Linked DNA regions of Mus musculus: all the other regions are linked to region 3. Evidence: chromatin contacts called from public Hi-C and HiChIP or PLAC-seq data. All regions are on one chromosome and are shown on one strand. Each heading gives the region's core, a stretch centred on a gene start, on an enhancer-like site or on the middle of the called end of the contact. The rest is flanking DNA. Distances are from core to core; before and after follow the strand shown.

Region 1 (3,263 bases), core at 12-2,511, 410 kb after region 3:
GAGATTTTCCTTTCAATCTTGGATGGGGGATGCAGACACTTCCTACCTAAACACCCAAGGCTTTCACCATTTGTACTGTGCATATTTTCACCGTTATACACAAAGACTTGTAGAGAAAAATGATCAGGAGGCACTTAAAGGGCCCACAGCCATGTTCTGTTAACTGCCAGGATTTAAGACTGCCAATTACATAAAGCTATCATTAATCAGCGATATCTGAGATGTGTATGTGTCCTGATAAGAAGGCTGTTCTGAGGTAGTAGCTGGCTTGCTGTTTCCTCCACTACAGAACTGGAAGGGTCTCCTCTGGGGACAAAGAAATGACTCATAAAACAGCCTACTTTTTTTAGATAAAAATAGAATTGAGCTTTTGATCTCTGGCTCAGGTGGTTAAAACTGGTCTCCCTCAATTCTTGACTTTGTATGGGCTCAAACGGTCTAGAACTTAACACACACTGTGGCCAAAAGTTAAGAAGAGAAAGAAACAAGATAATTCTGATGTTTTATTTTAAAAATAATAAAAACAACCTGGAAAGTAAAAATGGCTCCCAGGGTGCTAAACAGAAAGGACATTTGTTGCTTTTTTCCTATGGTATTGTGGTCTGGTTCCTGGTGGGAAAGGCAGTGGTCTTAGCATGTAGGCGCATGAAGGGACCAGGAGGGAAGTCGGAAGACGACACTACATCTTTAAACTGAATTGAATGTTCTGTGACTTTAAATAAAAGCTCTTCTGTTGTTGGGCAAATAAATTTAAACCACTTAACATGGCAGAGAAGGTCAGGCAAGCTTATTATAGCGATCATAGCGTTACAGCTATTGCCATTGACCGCTGCTCTCTGGAATCACCAATAATCAGAGACCGCAAGCTGTGTTTGCTGAGAAAGGTCATCATTCATTTTTTTCAAAGCATTAATATCTTTTGTTTGTTTGGCTCAACATGAAACAGGAATCGATAGAGGTAATTCACAGAGCAATTAGCCCCTCATCTGTCAAACGGCATCTGGGTGTATTTAACAAAAAGACCTTTGGAAAGGTTTAAAAAGAAGGAAAGTGCTTGTATGATCAACAATTTATATTTTCTACATGACATGTTGTGTATGTATCTGTGAAAAGGGGGGCCTTGGGAATAAGAAAATATACATAAAGTGTGCTATAAATCTACACTTCAATGTTATGATGTGGCTGTGTAGGGATAGACCCAAGCCAGCTCAGATTACATTCTCAGGCTGTTCCCATGAAGACAGTAAGGAGTAATAGAAATCTTTGTATCATGGACTCACAGAGCTGGGATGCTTGGATTTCTCAGGAAGGAAGCCCTCTAAGACAAACTGAAGGTGGACAGTGTAACAAATTGAAGAAGGTCAAGCCTGAAGAACAAAGGGTCCCATTTGGGGTCACGGGCCATGATTTCTGTGCAGGGCTGGGGTTCCTCTGAGGTGGGTCACGGTGATGTGTTACATCCTTGCCAGGCTTCGGGAGACTTCTCTGCAGTACCGACTGTCCCTTGTCATCGTTCTTAAAGGAAAGATGAAAAATGAAATTTAACTGCGAGTCCTTTGTGTTGGAAAGAATGAATCCTGATCATGGTCTATGTTTCTCTACAAAGTTTCAAATGCGTGAGCCACAGAATAGAGGTGATGCATTTCAGAGACACAGACTTCTGAACATTTTAACACACAGTCTTGTCCGCACATTCACATAAACGCTATTACTCTCAGCAGGACCAGATGTATTCTGTTTTTTCTTTTCAATTCCTGTTCCTTCTCCCCCCCACCCCACCCCACTTGACTTTTCTTCCACAGCCCTCCTTTCTTTTTCGCTTTGGTCTTCATCCAGACTAAAAGATCGTGGCCAAGAAAGAAATAGAAGATGCAAAAAGAAAGTAGTAAAAGCCGTACTTATTTTACGCTTTGATGAAGCACCCTTCGGGGCTTGAGTCTAGTTTTAGTTTTAGTATCTGAGCACTCTGACATCCCATCTATCCTTTAGGCTGTGTCTGCCTACTTAGCAATGCTTTTGTGCAGAAGTCACAGAATAAAGGTAAGTGGAAATGCAGGAGACTATGATAAACTTCGAACTACTATAATAGAGAGAGAGAAAAAAAAACGAAGACCACAGTAAAATATACAAACATGAAGCCATGGCAAGGTGTGCCTTTAATCCCAGCACTTGGGACAGGGCAAGCAGGATGAGCTCTGTGAGTCTGGGGATAGTTTATTATACATAGTGAATTCCAGGCCAACCATGGCTATATCCTGAGAAAAAAAAAATTAAGTAAATAAAATAAAGGGCAAAGAAAGTAAATAATCCTTCAGCATAATAATGACCTTGAGTGGAAGGATCCCGGAGGTTACCGTCACCTCACTCATGACCTTGATTCACTACATTCCTATAACAAACACACACATTTTCATCGGAAACCTTACAATATTGTTTATACCTATTGTGGTCACACAGTATTTTACACAGATCCCAGATAACCAGGGTTTGTGTATGGTTTGTAAAGGACTGCCAAACAAATGATCTATATGTTTCTATAGAAATGTCACAGAATCTGGGGTTCCAATAGGGAAATCAGCACTCACTGTGCAGCCTGGCTGTCAAGACAGAAAAGAGCACAGGCTACAGCTAGGTTTCTGAAATACTGACAGCCCCCGATGTAAGAATTTCATGTCAAATATGTGGGTCCAGCCCACACTATTGAATGTGCTTTTTAATCCTGCGGTGGGGGGTTCTTCCTCCTTGCAACTTTCTTTTCTGTTTATGTCAACTGTATTAGGCATTTTTCCACTCCTTTACAGAGCAGCTCACTTTAATTAGAAAGGATCTCCGTAATCCACAGATATAGGCTAATAAATATTCTCCAGACTTCCTATTACTGAAGCACACAGTGCAGTTAGCCTGGGCTCTAGCTTGCCTCCATGAAAATACCTGAACAGCAGTTAAAGTCACCCCACTTCCCACACGGGGTGCATAAGCTCCCATCATTATTTTTTGCTAGACTTTCTAAGGGGTGTGGATCTGGCTTCCATGGGCTTTGAATGATCTTCTTGATTTGTAAATCAAGCCTAAGTTAGAAGGATGGACTGCCACCTCCTCTGGGCTCTGCTTCATGTCACAGGGGTACAGTTCATCAGACAAACACCTCATAAGCATCAGTTCTGGCAGGCTTCCAGGGAAAACCATGTCATGCCATTGAATAACATTTAGGACCCAATCTCTCACTCCCCCTCCTCTATAACTAAATAAGTTGGGGAAAGGTC
Region 2 (3,266 bases), core at 272-2,771, 490 kb after region 3:
AAGAGTGTGGGGAGGAAGCTACTGCGTTCCAGTGCATCCCATTCATCTTGCTTAGTTATCACTCTTGGCTGTTTTGATTTCCTGCTTATTTAGCCATAGACTGAAGAAGGAAAGAAAAAGGAAAGAAAAAGTGAAAGCCATTCTGTTCTTTTTTTTTTTTTTTTTTTTTTGATCCCTTTACATTTGAGGAAAATACCCACAAGGATACAAACACCCTTTCTTCACAAGACACCCTTCTCAGTCATACTGTTCTTACTATGAATAAGAAAAGCTCATGCCAGGCCTTGACTCTGTGGTGCACAAAGCACTCATCTTACTACCAAGCATTTTAATTTTTCTTGAATTTTTCCCAAATTTTCTTATCAGCTCCTCAGATAACTTTTGGATAGTTCTCACCATTTTTTTAGGCCAGCTGTGCCTACCATTCCTTATTTTAATGACCACTCAGGTTTAGTGTTAAAGAAAGTTGGCTATAGGATAGGATATGTTCAGTTTAATTGTGCTTGGTTTGTTGGCTTGTACTCAAATGAGTAGTTTCAGAAACATCTACAACCCAACATTCGAAAGGTCAGTAACATTTCACATTTGGGTATACTAGAATATTTCCTTCCTTCCTTTCTTTCTCTCTTTCTTTTCTTTCTTTCTTTAACTAATTAAAAAATGTTTTTCCTTGCACTTTATTTTGATCATAATTATCCCCATAACTGCCCCCCAACCCCCTGTCGTCTCTTCATTTCCCTTTCTTCTTAGGAGGATAAAAGAAAAAAATTCAAGACTGCCACAGACTACCTATAAAGATTGATATGGAATGCTGAAACTCCTCTATTTCCTATTTGGGGTCATTCTCCCACCCCTAACCCCAACCCCCTAAAACGGGTTTTCTCTCTCTTCCTCTTAGTATTTGTCACAAGAGGAGAATGGGATTTCATGAGCCTTCCATTCAGCTTGCAACTTCCTCTAAGCAAAAGGACAATAAATAAACAAGAAGATAAGACAGTCTCTTTGCCTGCCCATCCCCTTCCTTGGAACTCTAGGACAACCAGATCTATGTTCTTAGAATATTTTCCTGAATTAGAATTTTCTCTAACTCAGTGAGTTTGAAGTCTGTGTAAAACAGATAGCAAACAAGAGGCCTGCTGACACATGTGGATGTCATATTTTTATACATATGTGTGTATAAAAATTTTTTGTATGTATGTGTGTACACATACAACAGTACAAAATACAATTTTTTTCCAGCACTTTTGGTAAGCCAATCTTGTTGGCTACACTGATGAAGGTTGCAGGTAATTCTGTCCACAGTTCTATGAAAGATAAATGACCTCCTTCCCAAGGACACTTGGCCAGGCCTGAGTTTGAGTGTGTATGTGTATCCCTGCACGTGTGCGTGTGTGTGACTGTTTTCTGAAGATCTGACAAGGCATCTCGATCATTTCCTGGTTTTGAGGCCGACCCTCGGCCGTGCACACAGCCCCCCTCTCTGAACTGTTATTATTCTGTCTTGAGGCCTTCTTTGGCCAGGATGTTGCTTCATTTCCACCTTTTGTCTCCGCCTGAATGTGAATGATGCTCTTTCAGCAATATCCAGCCGCTTAAACTCCCTGCTGTTGCCTTACATAAATATACAACACCCGTCTCGCCCTATAACTCACTTCAGGCCTGGAAAAATAGTGACTTCCTTTATTGGTCCGATTCTCTGGCAATTCCCAACAGCTGTATGTTCGCACCTCAGAGGATCCTTATCTTCAGCTTTCCATTTGTCTCAGCACTATTCCCGGGGATTGCCAATAAAAATGATTCCCATTTTTATAACCCCTGAGAACACAGGAGCCAGCTTTCCAGAGAAACCATGTCCTTCCACCATCCCCTGAATAAACAAACAAACCAAACCTCGGGACTACTTAAGAAAAAGGTGCATTTTGTCTTCAAGAGAGATGACCGAAGGAGCCCAGTGCACAGGGACTCAGTAAAACGTGGAGTGTGGTCCCTAAACACATTAATTACGGTCAAGAAAATCTGTGTTTATTTCCCTCCTCATGAGAATAAATTGGGAGCTACAGCATGTGATTGTTAAAATAACACATGTTTAGAGGTATATTCAGTATCCATCTATGTAGGAGGCGTACATCTCTACAGGATATTATATGTTATTCCCTATGCTTTATCAGTTCATTTAACCATTTTTCAGTGCATCTGAATTCAGGGTTATTTTAGAACACATTGTGGGCGGGTCGGTCTATTGACTTTGCTCTATGTCTGAGATATAGAAAAGAAAGGCATGCACTTTTGAAGCTGAAATCACTGTTCATTTTAAAGTAGTCTCATCAATGAAGGGTCTTTATCTAATTAGATCCGATAGGCCTGAGCTTGGGCTCTGCAAGGTTCTGATGTGGGATGTGGGGTAAGGGGCATCCTCATACAGCTGAGCCCCAGTCAGTCACATCTGCTAAACAGAGACCAAAACCCTCCCTCGCCCCTCCCTTATCTGTTAAAACTCAGAAAGTGAAACTTACTAAAAAGCGAAGGGCTCCAGTGTGCCTGAGAGATGGGAGTCACATATTTAGTTGTTGCTCCATCAGGATAAAGTTCTGATCCTGACAGACAAGTCTGAAAGAAGAATGTCCAGAAGGGAAAGGTAAATGTGTGAGATTTCCACTGTTACAAGAGTGTGCCCAAGAATGAAAGAGCAAGAATATTAACCACTCACATGCCAAACTGCATCCACCAAATTGCAGTCGCACCAGGGGGAAGGAGGGCCGTGGCAGGCACCAGTCAATGCGCCCCTCTGTTTCTGATCCTGCAGTTCTCTACAGCAGGAGGAAAGGGGCCTGGTGGCTACTGAACTTGTGAGCCAGCCGGCTTGCTTGGGAACTCACTTGCAATGGTTAGCATCTCTGTAAGTGTGGACGACTTAGTTTCCGGCTTCTCCTCTTCCTACCTGACTTCCACTCCAAAGCATGAATGATAATATTGAAATTGACTTCAGCTGTGCTCCACACATTAAGCCTGCCCCGAAAGACAGTTTCAAAACGAACAAAAAATCTTCCGCTTAGCATGGGTGCAAACATAAATATACAGACAGACTCTTCACTCTAGCTCTCTCTGTTTGGAACTGTGTAAGGAGGCTGACTTTTTATACCAGCTCTTCTCTAGTCTTTCAAATTGGACCCATAGCTCCAAAACTGTCCCTCTGAAGGAGAGGTGATGTCATTTTCCATACAACATCATTAATAGCAGTCTTGAGTATTGCGTTGTCATTACCTCAA
Region 3 (3,247 bases), core at 207-2,706:
ATCCCCTAATGGGACAAGTTAGGTAGAAAACACACTCAAGATTTTCCGGTGTAGTGTCATAGATTGCCCTGTGCTAGATGAAACACTACAGATAGAGTCGAAGGGAAGTGTGAATCTTGTTTTAACATTGAGATCATTTGAAAGACAATGTGAATAATTTAGGCTTGAATTATCTGGTTGGACCCTAGTGCCAATTAAATTAACCGAATAAATTATCCTAGGCTGATAATTTGCAGTGAACAAAGAGACACAGAGAGTTAAGATAAGTACCTGAAGGATTCATTTACAAACTCAGTTAATAATGTTTTCAGTCCTAATTACTCAGTTTGGCTATCTGAGTTGATCTATTTGCTGTGTAATTATATAATTGCTTAATTCTCCAGTCCTGGTTATGGGGAGGATTAAATGAAATAGTATATTGAAGAAATTTAGTAGTGCTTGCTTCGCGTGCAGGCTGGAGCCATCACATCCCATCACTGGCAGGTCAGGTCAGTTGCTTTGGTGATAAAAGCCTGCATCACAGCATCACACAACTTTGTACCGTTTGCCTCCATGCAAGTTACATCCCGAGTTCAAATGATTGGGTCAATGAGAACAGCAGCACCAACTCTTTATAGACACTTGTGTGGGCCAATCTCATCCTCACACCGATCCCTTAAAGATTAGATGGGTAATTCCATAGAAAAGATGCAGAGATTTGGTGGCGTTAACTAGCACACCTGAAGTTGACAGTCCAAGTATTTCTTTTTACTCTTTACAATATGCTGAGCAGCCTTCAGACACAGTGCCCACAGGACAGGGAATATTTTCAACCCAGCAAAAATACATGTGACCATGAGCGGAGATAAATACTGGGCTAAATCTTATTGAATGGCTGGCTTACTTTGTATTTCAGAGACAGCAATGATGCTGTTGCCCCCTGAATATTTCACATTGGCTTAAGTTATTTAACTATTGGGTGAGCAAGTGAGAGCCAGCCCTGTCTACGGAAAGGTGTGCTAGGCTTAGACAAATTAGCTATGCTATACCCTGTGGAGGTCCACTCTCGTCTACAGTCTGTTTGGAGAGGATCCTCAGGTTCCTGGGTGACCATAGGGATGGACAGCAGAAGCCCTATAGAGAATGGAAGAGGAGGGGAAGGCAAGCCAATAAATGGCTTTAGTGTCCTTATCCCACAATAGACTACTAATAGACGGTTCTTTGGTCTAAGTCAGAAAAGTGGGTTTAATTTTCTACGGTCATTCTTGTTCTCTCTGTGCCCTTGATCAAATCCATCATCTCTTACAATCTTGGCTTCATCATCTGCAAAATCAAATCAGCCTGGCCTACCAGGCTTGTTGGAGGGATTGAAGACTGGGGTCTATGCGTAAGTTCTTTGAAACACAAAGTAGAAAAAGCACTGTACAAACGTGAGGATTAGTAGCAGCCGGCCTGTTCCATTTCTGTTGCCAGGCAAATCCTTGGCCACTTGCCCTGACCGCAACATCCCCATGACAGGCATGGAGCATGGCAGAAACCGGAAACAGGCCACTTTCACATTATTTTGAAATTTGTTATGAAATTTTGCCAAAACTTTATAAATACCAGCGAGGGCAACAGGGTGTTGTAGCACATTCTTTCTGCCTCATGAACCATTGTTTTTTGTTCTGGACTCGTAAGTTAAAATGCGCTCAGCTGCAGTTGCCTAGCTGGGTCATCCTGTGAAATGCCTGATATTCAATGCTTGACTCTAGCCAATTATCTTTAGTTCCCCTCTTTTATTAGTGTTAAATCTGAATTACAAGGGGGAAGGGTGGGAGTTGAGTGTGGACAGCGCACTAAACCTTTATGGCAGCGAATTCAGTTGCTCCGTTTTATTATTTTTCTCCCTTTGGCTTCAGTCCTTCGTTGATTTTTTTGACTTCTCCGGAACTCATTCTTCCTTCCCTTCTACCTTCAATATGTTTTCTCAAGCTGAAGACAAACTTTTCTGGTTGGGAAATTTGAAAGGAAAACAGGAGAGAAGGAGGAGAAGGAGGAGGAGGAGGAGGAGGAGGAGGAGGAGGAGGAGGAGGAGGAGGAGGAGGAGGAGGAGGAGGAGGAGGAGGAGAGTTCACAACAACCTTAAACTCGTAGTTAACAAAATAAACTGCAGATAAAACCCCTGAAGGTCTTGGCAGCGAACGTTTCCCACTAAAATGAAACCCCGTGCACTCGTAGTCTGAAACAAATTACGAAGGAGGGGGGGAAAATCAACAGCTCCGGGGTGAAACCGGGGTCGCTGCTGCTTCATCATTTTTAACCAAAAATAAAACAAGCAAATTTTGTTTAACTGCAGGTCAAAATAAAAAAAAATTAAAAAGTCCCTCATCTGTTCGGTGTAATTACTAACAGAGTGCAGCCTTTGCCAGCTGCAGGGTTCACGGATAAATGGAGGGAACTATAATTTTCTCTCCCTGGGGTTAAACCTGCAAACTTGACGTCTGTGCCTATAGCATGCTTTCAATATTCCATAGGAAACCGAGTCAGGACGTTTTGATAGAAGTTTTCTATTTTTTTTTTTGAATGAAATAATTGTTTTGCTTATGAAAAGTTAAATCTCTGGGAAGAAAAGGGCTTCTAGAAATTTGTTCCTCTGATGTCCTCAATCAAGACACTGTCCATACTGTATCATTAACTCTCTTGATCTGTATAATTTTGTCACCGAAGATGGGCAAACTTGGTTACCCTTTGGATGTATGGCACACAGGTCACTTTGTTTCCTAGTACTCTTGTCACAATGTGGCCAGAAAAAGGCTTCTTCCTCCCTAGTCAGGTCCTGTCCTTTGTATTGAAGCCCACATGTTTATTAAGGAAAATGTAAGGCATTTGCACAGGATCCATTTATACTTAACTCATTGACCTCTGTTTTACTTTTTTTCTTTCTTTAAAAAACAAAACAAAACAAAACAAAAAACAAAACAAAACAAAACAAAAAACAAAACAAAACAAAACAAAAAACATGTTCAATGTCCAAATTATTCAGTACAGTTTTTGGATAATCTTTAAGCCTTTACTTTATCTTCATAAAGATGTTAAATTTGACTTGAAAGGAAACAGAATTTGAACCGGAAAGCTTTAGTTTGAATTTGAAATTTAACTTATGGAGCTCACGTGGAAGTCTCCGAGAGAAAGAGAAGAAAGCGTATCTGCTTCATTTTCTACCTGTCTGGGCTTAAGGAGCAATTTCATATGAGGGGCTCTAGGAAAAACACAGACTCGCTACCAG
Region 4 (2,988 bases), core at 473-2,972, 470 kb before region 3:
GAAGCCCAGTAGTAAGGGACCTCCCCGTTAACGCCAAAGCCAGACCTGCAGACCTGCAAGTCACTAGGCGGGGCGGGGGGGGGGGAGTTTTAATGACACAGATGCCATATTAAGTGAGGCAGTTTTACAATTCACATTGAATGGGACGCTAACTTATTACAAGTACGTTATCAGAAGGACGATAAGATTTATAACTCTAAGAGTCAGCTTTGCGCCTTAATGACAATGGATGCTGGGGAGGAAATCTGTTCTGGATTAGAGGAGTTGGGAGTCCCTTCCCAGTTTTCAAGTTTGCACGGATGCATCTAAGAGGGCCCATACCAGTCTGGCCCTTTGTGTCTCCAAAGGATAGATTCTCCCTTTCCTGTTTCATCAGGAAACTGGGGCTGCTTGAAGCGTTAGCACCTCACTCAGCTTTTTAGCCCGAGCATGAAAGAGAAAACAAGAGAAGAGAGAAAGGAGACTGAATAGGACTTAGGGATGAGGGTGGGATGGCTAACAGTCCTGAGCCCTCCCCTTCGGAGCAGGAAAACCCTTCCCCATCTTTCTTTACCATACAAAAGATAGCTTTCCCCTAAACCAATACAGTCAACAAACTTTTAAAAACCGGGGTCCTATTACAAACCAACGCCCAGCACTAACTGCTTTAAAATTACTGCATAATTAGATTTAGTTGAATTTCACCATTAATTAGGCAGCCGCACTGCGGGGAGCCTTTGAAATCCGAGAAAATGGGAAAAATCATCTGAAGCACGTTTTTTAAAACCCAACTTCAATAAATCTTGACGGGGCCTGGAATTCAGAGTACCTCACTCCCCACCCAGGTGGTTGATAGGGTTTCCCAGGCTCGGGCTAGGTTTGGAACTGGACAGGGACGATGATCTCCCCCATCTAACTAGAGATGATGGGTCCCCATCTCTGAAGAGGCCTGGGAAGACTTTCTGGGAGGCCAATCTGTGCTCCTGCCAGTCTCGACTGCTCTCAAACCTACTAGAGAAAGAGGTTATCTTTCTGAAGATGCTCTCCACCCAGGGGCTCGGCCTAGGAGAGCTCTCACAGAACTGGGCCCTGCGACCACCCTCATGGAAGCGGGCCTAGGCCTCTTTTAGGTTCTACCCACCAGTCACATCTCTATCAAATCTCTATCCAAACCACCTTTCGCACAACTTTGACGAGTAAAGCAGCAAGTTGTAGGAACGTCAAGCGAGATTCTCAGCTCTTCTCCCCCTTCCCCTCCAAGCGGGTCCCGGCCCGCTGGAAGCCCAGTGCAGCGTCTGCTTTAATGAGCGCGGGGAACTGACCCAGGTCTGTAAATACTGGCTTCTCCCCCTCCCCCTATACCATTCAAACACTTAAGATCGTTTGTGGATACCGATTTTTATTCTTCGCATTTGATTCTTGAAGGAGAGGGTGCATGAAATCAACTCTCCAGAATATATGGAGGGGGGGTGAGGGCGTCAAAAAAGAGGGGTTAGGGTCTTGGGTCACCAACATTTTCTCTGCAAACGCTATTGCTTTAATTACACAATAATCGAGGGCTGCTCTCACTTGCCAGCCAGAGTTTAAAAGAGGGATTTCTTCCTCCAGACCGAATGGCCCTTAGTCCTCCCCCTACCCCCCCCCCCTTTTTTTTCTTCCTTTTTGGTAACCAATGTGTTTTCTATTACTCGGCCGTGCGGTGCCTGGCAGCCGGCGCTCGCGGTGCAATGGGAGACGCCATGTTGGCTCAGCTCATAGGACCAAGTCAAAAGCGAGCTTACAGGCAGAGTTTTCACACGCTCAGGCTCCCCCTGACCGCCCCCTGCCCCCACCCCCCGCCCGCCGCCGCTCGGTGCACATCCCGGGAGAGCAGCTGGGCGCTCTCCGCACCCAGGACTTTCCCGGGCTAGGGCGGAACGCTGCGGCGCAGGCGTTGGGGGCGGGGGCGGGGGGCCAGGCACTTTCCCGCAGCCGCTGCCAACTCCGGACCCTGTCCCCGCCGCCGGCCCCGATGCTACACCAGGCCGTCGCCACGGACCCAGCCCTGGACATCGCCAGCTAACTTTGAGCCCCAGCCCCTCGCCCCTCGCCCCCCGCCCGCCTCCCCCTCCCCCGGCCGGGCCAAGCACTACGTGAAAGGCCGAGGTAGGGCAACCGAGAGCCAAGCGAGCTGGCTAGAACCCCCCTCCTTCTCCCCCAAGCTCAATCTTCTCCCAGGTTTGTTTGAAAGTGGCAAGAAGGAGCGATCGCCCCTCTCTCTCTCCTCGGACCATTGTTGCATTTCGCGTCTAACTGGGTTCTCTCACACCACCGAGAGCCAGGAGGAGGGGGAGTGGGGTTGGGAAAAGAAATAAAGCGAGCTCAGATCAGATGGAGGAGGGAGAAAAAAAAAAAAACCAGCAAGGAAAAAGAGACACTTAAAGGGAAAGAGTCGCCATGTTTAGCAGCTTTTTAAAAAGATCTCGTCAATTTCACACAGAACGCACTCGCTGGGTCCCAGCCCTCGTCTTTTGTCTAATTCAGTCGCAGCAAAGATCTTTTGTTCTAACTCAGCGTGAAAAGAAAAACTTTCTTTAAATGCAATAAACTTAAACCGAACTCAAGACTCTAAACAGATCCTCCTCCGGCCACTCTAAACGTATACAAGGGGTTTTATTTTAACCCGTTGAAAAATTTTGAGTCCTGTTTTTTCTGCCTCGAAGACCCCCAAGCTCATCGCTGAAACTTAGAGTCAGAGATTTTTTTTCAACGCCTAGAACACATACTTAAATGCATAATAAAACAGGGACTGTCTTTTGCTTTGAAAATCATAAATTATAATTTAATGCCAATAATAATTTACAACAAATGGCTGTTTACAATAAGCTAACACAAAGCAAACAAGGAAAAGGGCCTGTGTTTTACTTAGTAGAGAAACTTCACACACTCACATGGGTAGCACTTGCAAGAGGGGAAAATAAACAACCAACAAAACCTCCATCTACAGGTCAGATGCTGTGCTGTAAAACA

Evidence for each region. Hi-C and Micro-C count contacts between places; a contact is called where the count stands out from the background. HiChIP or PLAC-seq counts read pairs in DNA pulled down with a chosen protein or histone mark.
Region 1: a Hi-C map of uterus shows a contact between it and region 3, with 5 times the contacts expected there. The contact joins two enhancer-like sites. A contact is called at or near these places in 1 of 15 datasets of contacts at CTCF or cohesin (the NIH/3T3 cell line), 7 of 484 Hi-C or Micro-C datasets (nephron progenitors and uterus) and 1 of 115 datasets of contacts at active chromatin or transcription factors (heart atrium).
Region 2: a contact with region 3 is called in an H3K27ac HiChIP or PLAC-seq map of heart atrium, with 5 read pairs. The contact joins two enhancer-like sites. A contact is called at or near these places in 2 of 484 Hi-C or Micro-C datasets (nephron progenitors and uterus) and 1 of 115 datasets of contacts at active chromatin or transcription factors (heart atrium).
Region 4: a contact with region 3 is called in an H3K4me3 HiChIP or PLAC-seq map of stem cell-derived neural progenitor cells, with 29 read pairs. The contact joins two enhancer-like sites. A contact is called at or near these places in 2 of 484 Hi-C or Micro-C datasets (embryonic fibroblasts and myocytes) and 9 of 115 datasets of contacts at active chromatin or transcription factors (the NIH/3T3 cell line, craniofacial prominence, embryonic hindbrain and 5 more).

What each region holds. Positions count from the first base shown.
Region 1 is chr7:71,233,375-71,236,637 of GRCm38.p6, forward strand. Gm36212 (a long non-coding RNA gene) reads right to left here. Exons shown (of 5, transcript XR_882211.2): 5 at 1,271-1,515. Among named protein-coding and RNA genes, the nearest start is that of 6030442E23Rik, 18 kb to the left of the region's middle. Within about 2 kb of position 1,262, at least 9 of the 459 cell types and tissues checked have an H3K27ac peak or open chromatin away from gene starts, as enhancers often do. A contact at or near this core is called in uterus, where this site is marked.
Region 2 is chr7:71,310,115-71,313,380 of GRCm38.p6, forward strand. No RefSeq gene overlaps it. Among named protein-coding and RNA genes, the nearest start is that of Gm39034, 24 kb to the left of the region's middle. Within about 2 kb of position 1,522, at least 15 of the 459 cell types and tissues checked have an H3K27ac peak or open chromatin away from gene starts, as enhancers often do. A contact at or near this core is called in heart atrium and uterus, where this site is marked.
Region 3 is chr7:70,820,990-70,824,236 of GRCm38.p6, forward strand. No RefSeq gene overlaps it. Among named protein-coding and RNA genes, the nearest start is that of Gm39032, 21 kb to the left of the region's middle. Within about 2 kb of position 1,457, at least 40 of the 459 cell types and tissues checked have an H3K27ac peak or open chromatin away from gene starts, as enhancers often do. A contact at or near this core is called in heart atrium, kidney, stem cell-derived neural progenitor cells and 1 more, where this site is marked.
Region 4 is chr7:70,349,174-70,352,161 of GRCm38.p6, forward strand. Nr2f2 (nuclear receptor subfamily 2, group F, member 2) reads right to left here. Exons shown (of 3, transcript NM_009697.3): 3 at 2,777-2,988. Among named protein-coding and RNA genes, the nearest start is that of Nr2f2, 9.9 kb to the right of the region's middle. Within about 2 kb of position 1,723, at least 158 of the 459 cell types and tissues checked have an H3K27ac peak or open chromatin away from gene starts, as enhancers often do. A contact at or near this core is called in heart atrium, kidney and stem cell-derived neural progenitor cells, where this site is marked.